Linked DNA regions of Ovis aries: region 2 is linked to region 1. The links are chromatin contacts, called in public Hi-C maps. All regions are on one chromosome and are shown on one strand. Each heading gives the region's core, a stretch centred on a gene start, on an enhancer-like site or on the middle of the called end of the contact. The rest is flanking DNA. Distances are from core to core; before and after follow the strand shown.

Region 1 (5,355 bases), core at 1,011-3,510:
TTTCTTTTCTTTTTTCTCCAATTATTATTATTTCTGACATTTGATAGTCATTTTTTCTGTTAAGCAGCACATTAAAAAGGCATTTTTGGAGCAGAAGCAAATATATGGGTTTAAGAGCATGGGCTTAGGTGATCTGATCTGCAAATTTTTTCTGTAAAGGAATAAGAGTTAATAATAAATATTGTAGACTTCTCAAGCCATAGTGTCTCTGCCATTGTAGCTCAAAAATAGGCACAGACAATACATTACTAAGTGACCGTGGCTGTGTTCCAATAAAACTTTATTTACGAAAACAGATCTGGAGCTGGATTTGTCCATCAGGCTGTAATTAGCAACCGCTGAGCTAGAATTCCGTTTCATCTCCACGATTTTCTAGCTGTGATCTGGCTGTTCTTGTTCAGTTGCTCAGTCGTGTCTGACTCTCTGTGACCCCACGGACTGCAGCACACCAGACTTCCTGTCCTTCACCATCTCCTGGAGATAGTCTGACTCTCAGTCTCCATTTATCTGTCAAACAGACATAACTATACCACTTACTGGCTCAGAGGACAAAGTGGATCCAGGTATAAATCCTTCCACCTAAGGCTCCTTGACTGCTGCCTCTGCTGCCTCTTCTCTCTTCTCACAGTGAGATAGCAATCCGCCCAAGGCATGCATTTAAAAGGCGTCTGGAAGCGAGTCCCCTCGTCCAGCCAGTTTAACTTGGTCCTAACTTAGCTTCTGGCTAAAAATGCCTTTTCTGTCTTTAGGCAATTCCATTCAAGGTAAGTCCGAGGAGGAAAAAAAAGAGGAACAGAGGTGGGTAGGTGACCCAAACAGATCAGCCTCTCTGGGGAGAGGGGTAATTCTCCCCCCACCAAACACTCCTCCTGCCCTCAAATCGCGACTCTTTTTTGGAGGAAAACTCTGTTCCCCAAGTTTACCCATTTTGTCCAAAAGCCAGAGCGGGCCTGATGAGGCCTTGAAGGCATATCGTGAAGCTGGTGCCTCTGACTGCAGAGCTGCTCACACGAGCACCATGGCAGAACCAAGCTTTATTTACTCCAGGAACCAACATCATCACAGAGGAAAAAGGTCTCCAGGGACTTTTGTTTTCTTTTTTCCTTTGGGATGCTTTCTTATATCCGGATTTCCCTTCTAAGTTTTTAGGATTTCCGGCATCGGGCTGGGCTTTGTCTCTCGTTCTTTTGTGCTGATCGCCAAATGCCCACATATTATTTACACCTCCCATTCTTTCTGGGGCTTCTAATCCTCCCTTTCTTATTACTAGCGTTTTTCCCCTAGAAACTCGCCTCTTTTTCTCCTAACCAGCAGGCAAGCTCCCCAAGCCTCAAGATAAACAGCAAACAAGATTGTGACTTTCAATGACAAATACAGCAGGTGATATATTTTCCAAGCCCCATGTAATTTTTTAACTCAGGGATGACAACTTCTTCGGCTTTCCTGCTCTGGACATCAACAGGCCCGGTTCCTCTTTCGCTCCGGCCTCGTTGCATCTCTTCCTGAATTAAATTTTTCAATTAGCTGGCTTGTTACAAGTCATGTGCAGCTGCCCGGCCCTTTAACTCAAGTTTCCTTCCTCCCAGGCGTCACAGAAATTTGCAGCACACACCTCAAAGACAAAGAACAAAAAGACCTCACTAGGTGAACGAAAGATTCAATCATATCCATGATTTCACCAGGCTTCTGACTGGATAATGAAAGCCGACTCCTCCCCCGAGGGGGGGGGGGTCCCTCACCAACCTACCAATTTTGCAACCTAAGATCCCACCCACTTATTTCCAAGGACACACATTGTTCTAAATCCCTGTTGCCGTCATTCTTGCACCAAAAAAAAAAGAGCAGGGAGCTGCACGTAAGTTGTAAGAGTGAGCTGCGATCTTTCTCTGAGCCCAAGATACAAGGGATAAACAGGGGGAATTAGTATGAAGCCTGCGTTTGTAATAGGTGCACGACGCGCAAGCGTGAGCTCGGTGTGGCTTCCTTCTGGATTGGTAGGGGCAGGGGCGGGGGAGAAACATGACTTTTTTTTTCTTTTTGTTGAGTGTCTCACTCTCAAGCCAGAGGAGAGGTTAAAAACCTCAGGGAGGGGCGCATTAAAATAATGGACCTTTAATGGGTTCATGACACTCTGCTTTAAACCTCTTTTAAAAGTTAATCCAGTCAGTTCTTCAGATGCAGGCAGCTGGGGGACAGTGTGGAGCAGAGGGGCTGCCCTCAGCAGGTGAGTGTGTGTGAGCAGAGAGGCGGAGTGGCCAGGAGGCCAGAGGGCGCCTGAGAGCCGCCCACAGCCCGCCCAGAGGGCGAGGGGAGGGCGCCAAGCCCAGCCCCTCCAAGAGGCGCCGCGCCACGCTGAAAACGCCCATTTTCCCTACCTACTCCAGTGACCCTCTGCATAAAGCGGGTAATGGTGAGAGCCTACCGGCCAGCACCGGGGACTCTGCTCCGTGCCCTGGGGCGACACAGATGGGAAAGAAGCCCAAAGGGGATGGATGTGTGCCTGCAGCTGACCCACTCTGCTGAGCAGTAAACCAGCAACACTGTAGAGCAATACACCCCAAGAAAATTTTAAACAATCATTAGTTAGATGTCAGTGTTTCTAACATGGACCACTCTCCAAGAGATGGGTGAAGACCGATCAGTGTGAGTGTTTGATAGGTGTGTATGCTGCTCTATGCTGAGAGGGTTCCTGACACACGAAAACCTCACAGCGATTGTCGGCGGGGGAGGGACGAGGCCCAACTTCCCCACAAGCCCTTTGATTTGAATCCTCTCCACCCCCATCCTAGGAGCACGTATAACCTCATTTTTCTCAAAAACAAATAGCTAATTAAAAAAAAAATGCATGTAGACTTAGAAAAAGGCTGATAGATAAGTTTAAAAAACCAAAACTAAGTTGTATAGGAGTGTCTATAAATATGGTTCCAGTGGCATATTTAAAACAAACAGCGTGTGCCCGTGTGTACACACACACACACACTGGCACATACACTCACACACGTACATATTTATGAAACGCGTCTGGAAGGATGTGCTAGAAGCGGTCGTTAGCTGTTTCGATCGAGACCTTGAGCTGTAAGCGAGAGCAAAGGGAGTGAGGCACTTCGAGTCTTTCACCTGAAATTTATACTGCTTGAATCTTTCAGAGAGATGACATATTGCTTCTGTTTTTAAATTTAAAAAAAAATAATAACATGAGAGAAAAAGAGAAGGAAATAGTCAACTACCCACAGTACAGGAGAAACGTGGGCCCTGTCTTCCCGGGGAAACCAAACTCCCACGAGCCCTCACGGTAGATCCCTGCCTTCTGCCTCCTTAGCAACGGGAGGTTGCCGTTATCACTGACGCTGGGGTTTCTCCCCGTCCCCTATGCGCTACGTGCTGGGACCGCTGCACGTGGCTTTCCTAGGGGCCCGCTTGGGGTCTTTGCCCCAGGGCCCACCTGGAGGCCCAGGAGCCTCTGTCCTCAGGGAGCTGGAGGCGCAGGGCCCAGAAAAGCCCGGGCTTGTGCCCAGGAGGCCTTCTCGCACGCCCTTCCCTGCCTTGTGCTGTGGAGCGGCACGCCGAGGACTCCATTCACAAGAAAGAAGTGACTCCATGATGAAGCCCTGACTGGCCGGCTGCTGTCTTCTGTGACACGGCCATCCTGGACAGGGGCGTCTGCTGAAGTCATAGTTGAGAGCGGCCTCGGGGGCGACCCCTTGGAAACACGCTCTCCCCTCTCAGTCAGCCCCAGGAAGACCTCCTACACGTTCTGCACTAGGCGTGTGCAAAGATGGAGTGGGGGAAAGCACTCTTGAAAGCAGAGCTCTAAGTCTCTATGTGGGTCCCAGTTTCCAGGCGCTTACACGGCAGTTCACCTTCCGAAGTAACCATGTTTTGCCAACGGACATGATCTGGTTTCTGGGGACTGATAACAAACACTGAAGGTCAAATGGCAGCCCTAGTCATTTCTGCATGAACACTTTTCAGGCAAGTTTACAACTTATCCAACTTTCAGCACCTTAGGTTTTGTTTTTGTTTTTTTCTCTTTTCTGGGCCAGTTTTGTCTTGCTTCTGTGATGTTCTGTTTGAAAGGTCCCTTCTTGCTTCCCAACAGTTGTTTGGAAATTTTCAACATGTAAGTCGTGACCTTATTATTTTATTTGGGAGGGAGGGGTCAAGTCGAGAAGCCAAATTTATACAAATGAGAGAAATACAAATAAGGACGTGAGATTGGAGGAGTGGCTACACCCGAGTCTTCTCGTTTGGCAGTTGAAGTTTCTTGTTAATTTGGATCTCTTGAAATGATAATGGCTATGCTTGCAGGTATTTCTGAGTCTCCATTTAGATTCCTATAAAATAAAGCAGGACTGTCTCTCAAGATAAAAAAAAAAAAAAAAAAGATCTACCGGCTATTGTCCTAAGTGCCTGATTGACTAGTAGAAAACACATCTCCATGGGAACAGATAAATGTCTGCTTTTCACGCGGTGAAATAACCAGCTCAGCCTGTGGAGCTTCACCAACCTAGCACTTTATTTGGACGGCTGTAAGCAGCCTCTCCCTTTTCATGTTCAGCCAAATTATCTGCCAGAATTTCTTTTCAAGTCGAGGGAGGGAAAAAAAAAAAAAAAAGAATTCCCTCCCCCATCCCCCACTGCATGGAGTTAATTACTGTATTTTCATCCGGGAGGGTGGGGAAAAATACACGCTGGGCTGAAATAGCACACAAAACCACGGCTGGCGTAGGCTATCTGCCTGGTGTCTATTAGCTGTGGGTGATTTTTTTTAAGGTATCGCAGTCTGCCGCAGTATTTGGGTAATGTCAGCGGATTAAGGAAACAGCCTGGGAGGCAGGGCCTGGCGCTGGCTGGCTTGGATTGCCTGCACCCGTGCCTGTGTCGGGCTGTGTGACCTCAGGCAGGTGGGGAGCAGCGCTGTTTTCATACGGTGACCTGAGACAGGGAGGCGGAGGGAAGGGTAGGAAACGCGGCTGGAGTCTCAGGTATCTGCCTCCCCTGCCCCCAACCCCCGCAACATCTGCCGCGCTAACTGCCTGATCACTGATGCGTGCTCCCAGCCAACAAAAAGTCGCCGTCGGCTCTCAGGAGACCTGGGGCTTTCTCCAGTGATTCCAGACACTTTTGCTTCTGTTCCTGGGTTCAAAATACCACCGGAAGCAGCATTTTCTGATGAGATTACAGCACTTCCAGTCCAGTTTCCGAAGCAGAGGGGGAAACAAACGAAAATGAAAAATAAAGGGGAAAATGGAGGTGAAATATATAGCTATGTGCATGCGCACACACAAACATGCGAATCTTTCTTGAACACACAAGGCTGAAATCTTCAGGGGAAAACGCCTCAGCCTACTCGGT
Region 2 (5,355 bases), core at 1,214-3,713, 100 kb before region 1:
GGAATAGTACAAGCCCGTTTTTAGCCACCGAAAATTAGTGAATATTACTTCAAGATCATAGGGAAAGGACCCTGAGACACACTGTCTTCTGCCTACTGTGAGATGCTCAGCGGTCGGAGGGGCACAATGACAGGGAGTCCTTGAACTACTTAAAATAGCAAGAGAAACAACTCGCGGTCACGAGTCTCAGCGCAGCCTCCGACTGCGTGTGCTGGCACGCACTTCCTGCTGTGGCCCTTCCCTTAAAGTGAGGAGCTGGCTGTGGAGTTGTCTCGAAGCCCTTTGACTCCTTCTCCTGCCCCTTCGCTCACATTCTCAGTTCTAACTTGACGAATTCTGATGAAAAGCACCGCTTCGGCATCCGTGATCTTTCACTCTCCCTGGATGAGCACTAGGTTAATCTTCTCTTCCTCTTCCAAACAGGATCCGTGGGCAGGCTGCTCTAGAATAGTGGCTCTCAACCAGAGGCATCCAAATCCGCCCCCCTCCCCGTCCTTCTTGGGGGCATGTGGCCGTTACAGGAGACGGGGCTGCCGCTCATGACTGTGGGGGGGGGGTGCTGCCAGCATAGTGGGTCCAGACCTGAGGAGCTGGTAAACACCCCACAACGCACAGGACAGGCTCCCAGTACAGAATGGTCCAGTCCGAACATCAGCAGTGCCAAAGATGGGGACCTTGGGTCTAGAGGGACTGGGAAAGAGCGAGACGGGAGAAAACGAGCGGAGATCACTACCTACTTATGCCCGTCTGGTGTTTCCCACCTAAGAAACAGCAAAGCAACTTCTGTCTTATGTTGACTCTTCACTCTTGATTGGGCTTCCCAGCTGGTGTGAGGGGTCCAGAATCCGCCAGCCAATGCAGGAGACCCAGAGATGCCAGTTTGATCCCTGGAGCAGGAAATGGCCACCCACTCCAGTATTCTTACCTGGGAAATCCCATGGACACAGGAGCCTGGCAGGTTACAATTCATGGGGTTGCAAAGAGTTGGACACGACTGAACACACTTACTTACTAACTTATTCTCCTGATTACACTTTCTTATTCCTGAAGACTTGGGTGTGTGACTTCAATAACGCCATGTTAGACCCAAACACAATGGAGTAAATGAAAACTGGAGGGCGAATTCTAACATGTACTAGAGCTGTCTGAGCATTCTTTCTAAGACTTGAAAAAGTCTTCAGATCCTGGTTTAATTTAATGGATGATACATTCATCTGCATATGGCATTCAGCAGCAAAGTAAACTTCTTTCTGCCTCTTTGTTTCCAAATCAATGGGGAACAAAGGATATCCTCATTCCATTCAAGCAGTTTCAATGATTCTCAAATGAATGTGGGAGTAATAGTCAAGCCATTTAAAATACACTGATGAGAAAGCATACTTAGTAACCTTGTAAACATTCTATGAAAGTACAAGGGAACCTTTAAGAATAATATCCAAGTGTCCTTTTTATATAATAGCCCTTTATTTTTTGAATGTTCAGATGCCAATAAAACAGAATTGAACAGAACAGACGAGAAGAATGCAACTCCCAAATTTTCTAGTGCTGTTAAAACATGGCTGTTGTTTCTTAACACTCAGAAGATTTCGTTTCTTCAGCCCCACTTACAGAAAGGACCTTGGACACATAGCTCACCAACCGCCAGAGGAATTCAAGAGGAAGCTAACCGCACCCTAAGGTGTTTGAAGCTCTCAAACGATGACCCAAGTTTTTTTTTTTTTTCCCAAACAGCAGCAGCTTGGCGGGAAGCAGGAATAAGACAAGAGAACTGACTGAAACCCACCCTCCAAATGGGAAGAAAAACTACCAATAATGACCTGTGAGGTTTGAAATCACTGCTCGTTTTACTATTCGTTATTCAGACGGCTTCCAGCCTCATTACCTGGCATATTCTCCTGCTTCTGAGCTGCCTGTGGAAATGCACGTCAGGAAGGCTGAGCCAGCCTTTCAGAGGACAGGAAGCCTTCTTTACCCTCCCATTCTGTCTGCCTTCTCTCTGTGTCTCTGTTACTGTCTGCGTGTGTTGGAATCCCCTCCAGCGTTCCAAAGGCCAACGCAGTAGTCCGCCGTTGGGGTGCTCAGCCAAGCACAGCCACTGCTCAACTGTGTTCTCTCTCTCAGCCCTTTCACCCACTGATTTCAAATTTCTCTCTCAACCGAATGAGTTACAGAGAGGCGAGCTGGAAAACCACACCGGGGAGAGCTCTTCGAGAGGAGAGCAGCCTGACGTTTTCATCTAAATTCTCAGTCCCCACTCCAGCCTACAAGGCGGCAGGAAACTCGCAGCCGGAATTGAATGAGCTCAGCCGGCCTCGAACTGGTTCTTCTAAAAAGAGTGTGTGTGTGTGTGTGTGTGTGTGTGTAGGTGTGTGTGTGTGTGTGTGTAGGTGTGTAGGGAACACAGGCACTCTGCCCAGGAGAACTTAAGAGAGAAAGAAATCCTCTCTCCCAACACTGTCTGAAGTTGGCTGCCAGGGATTCAATACATACCTGACCAAAAAAAGACAATGTCCTACCTAACTGGTTTGACTGTTTCCCGGCTACTACCTGGAGAAGTAAACAGAACCTTATCATTCTCAGGTACATCTGACTTGGACATTTTTCCCCCCAAGTAAATATTTCTCATTTCAACGCTCTTCCACTGTTGCCAACTGCTGTCTCTGAACTGGACCGACTGACAGTTCTGTCTCAGAGGAAGTCGGCTCCATAGCAACCAGCCAGGAAGGCCTGCACCTTCCACCAGGCTGCCTCTCTGCGGCCACTGGGAGGCACTGGGGGACCCTGCAGTTATCCTGTCAGGCCAGTGCTGAACCAAGAGAGGTTCTTCCTGTGCCCCCCTGGGCTCCTCCAGTCGGGCAGGATTTCTGTCTTGATCGCTTAGCTCTTCTCAATGAATCCAACACTCGGGGCATTTTTCTCTCTTGATTCAGGAAGTGGCGAGCTGAGCTCTGAGAGTCTTTCTGCTCCGATGATATAAACAAATTGTAGAGGAAGTCAAGTCAAACTTTCCCTTGCTGCTTTTGTTCTCCCAACCAGCGATTCAGAAAACAGAGCCAACTTTTTTTTTTCTTGGATGACTTTTAAAGATTGCTCTTAACTGGAAAGGCAGAAACGCTCCTCCTCTTTTTTTTTTTTTTTAAACCAAGATACTCAACTTACTTTTTTCAAAAAAGAAATGCCCTAGAAGGTTTGGTTTTTCTTTTTTTTTAAATAAGGCTGTTTTCGAGACTTTTCAAAACAAATGTCTCCCTTGACATTGCAGTTACCTAATGGTTGTTCTTTACTTCAAGTTTCAACCAAAAGAGCATTAATGAGCTCTGTGTGGACAATGGCCGGACTTGATTCAGAGGCCCTTGGTGCCCTGATTTATAGCCAAGGAGAGCAAACAGTCATGATTCAATCAGAGTGCCCGTACAGGGTGCCCGTACAAGGCACACCACAGACAGAAACGAGACAACTTATCTGCAGAATCTGCAGATACTGCTTGAAAAAAAATCACACATAAGCAGCCCTTCTCGCCGTGGAAGCTTCTTGAAGGCCTTATCACCAGCTTGTAAGATGTCATCTCTGGGTCTCACTCCTGGTTCTGAGAGAGGCCATTTCCAAACCAGAGGTACCTGACAACCCCGGGCGAACGCTCACCACCCCTGACCTAGTCACCTAATGAAAGAGGCTCCGCGCCGCGTAAGCGAAGGGAGGCAGGACGGCAGGGAGCCGCACGAGCATCTGCAGGGCGGCTTCCCACACTGGTGCTCTGGCGTGCTAGTCCCGGCACCAGAGCTAAGAGGCGACGTCACGTGGATATCTGTATGCCACCCCTGCTCGTCCTCGGCTGGCGCTCAGTGTACACAGGTGGGTAGCCAACTTTCAGTACAGCCTGATCTTCTAGTGAAGCATGTTAAGTTCAAGCACAGGCTCACGCTCCTGCCTGCGTCTCTGTGTTCCCTTCTGCACGGTGCTGTCACGCGGGTTAAAAGGAGCAGAGCGACATCTCACCCCAAAGCGTGGTGTGTGTGAGACTCTCGGTGAAAGGCAGTTATTGTTAAAATTCACACCACTGAGTTCGCCTGGGTCAGGAAAAACCAGCATCGGTGAAATCTGAATTTGGACTGTATTTACAAAGTTCCTTCTATTAATATGTCAGAACATGTTTGTCTAACCATGACTGTCCCCGCCCTCATCTACATTATATACTGCAGCTACTTATAGATCAATAGGTACATAAAATCAGTTACGCAAGTTGTAATTGTGCAGTTATTGAATAAAGAGAGGATGAAAGGAAAATGTAAGGTTCTGAAAGCTGGCTTGAGTTCACTTATCTTATATTTTTTATCTTATCTTCATTGAACTGTTGATTTACTTGTCTACACTCTCTTCTCTGTTGGTCATTTTCCAGGCGTGCATCTTCCTTGAGCATCAGCTGAGAGAGCTATTTCATTTCCACCGCCGGGGAAGCAGCCACACAGCACACCCGGAGGCAGTGCCTTGCCTGGAGGCCTCCGAGGTGCGCTCGGCAGTGTTAGGAGCTGTGTGCACCGCCACACCCCGTAACTGCCTTGAGAGCTTTGATGTAGAAGCATGCAAGACTTACAGTGCTCCAGAATTTCTATAAAGCAAATAGAGCTATTATGCCCTGATGCAATTGCCATACATTTACCAAATTCAACGCCTGCATGTACTGGGCGCCAGGATACAAAAAGAGGTCAGCAGTGCTGGCTGGTCCCACATAAAGACTCGACACGCACACACTTGCAGGACCAGAGAAGCAGGCACCCTGCTACACGTCCTATGTGCGCAGTCACTTCAGTCGTGTCCTACTCTTGGCGACCCCGAGGACTGAAGCCCAGCAGGCGCCTCTGTCCATGGGGATTCTCCACGGACAGAATTCTCCAGCAAGAATACTGGAGTTGGCTGTCGTTTCCTCCTCCAGGGCATCTTCTGGACCCAGGGATCAAACCTGCGTCTCAAGTCTCCTGCACTGACAAGTGAATTCTGTGCCACCAGCACCACCTGAGAAGGAAGTAAACCCTCGTACTCAACAAACAGCAACTGTGTGTGAAGACACACAGGAGGGTCACATTTGGTGCATTTCCCACTTATCAGTTCACCTCTTATTATACGTGATGCAACTTGACCTTGGAATTCTGGTGCGTGCTCTGTCCAGGGGTAAGTGGGGTCCCAGGGAAAGCAAGAGAGAATTTTGAAGAAAAGTATTCACTAGGCTATTGGGTTTTTAAATCATTCTATTAATCATGATCCTCCAGAAAAATAGAATCAATAGGATATGGGTGTATAGGAAGAGATTTATCATAAGGAAATTGACTCATGCAGTTATGGAGACTGAAAGGTTGCATG

Evidence for each region. Hi-C and Micro-C count contacts between places; a contact is called where the count stands out from the background.
Region 2: a contact with region 1 is called in a Hi-C map of blood, with 1.9 times the contacts expected there. The contact joins two enhancer-like sites. A contact is called at or near these places in 3 of 16 Hi-C or Micro-C datasets (blood and hypothalamus).

The regions. Positions count from the first base shown.
Region 1 is chr13:81,281,011-81,286,365 of ARS-UI_Ramb_v3.0, reverse strand. No RefSeq gene overlaps it. Among named protein-coding and RNA genes, the nearest start is that of ZNF217, 130 kb to the right of the region's middle. Within about 2 kb of position 2,260, at least 22 of the 54 cell types and tissues checked have an H3K27ac peak or open chromatin away from gene starts, as enhancers often do.
Region 2 is chr13:81,382,854-81,388,208 of ARS-UI_Ramb_v3.0, reverse strand. It overlaps LOC132657592 (a long non-coding RNA gene), which reads left to right. Exons shown (of 2, transcript XR_009595998.1): 1 at 1-3,852; 2 at 4,397-5,355. Among named protein-coding and RNA genes, the nearest start is that of BCAS1, 170 kb to the left of the region's middle. Within about 2 kb of position 2,463, at least 32 of the 54 cell types and tissues checked have an H3K27ac peak or open chromatin away from gene starts, as enhancers often do.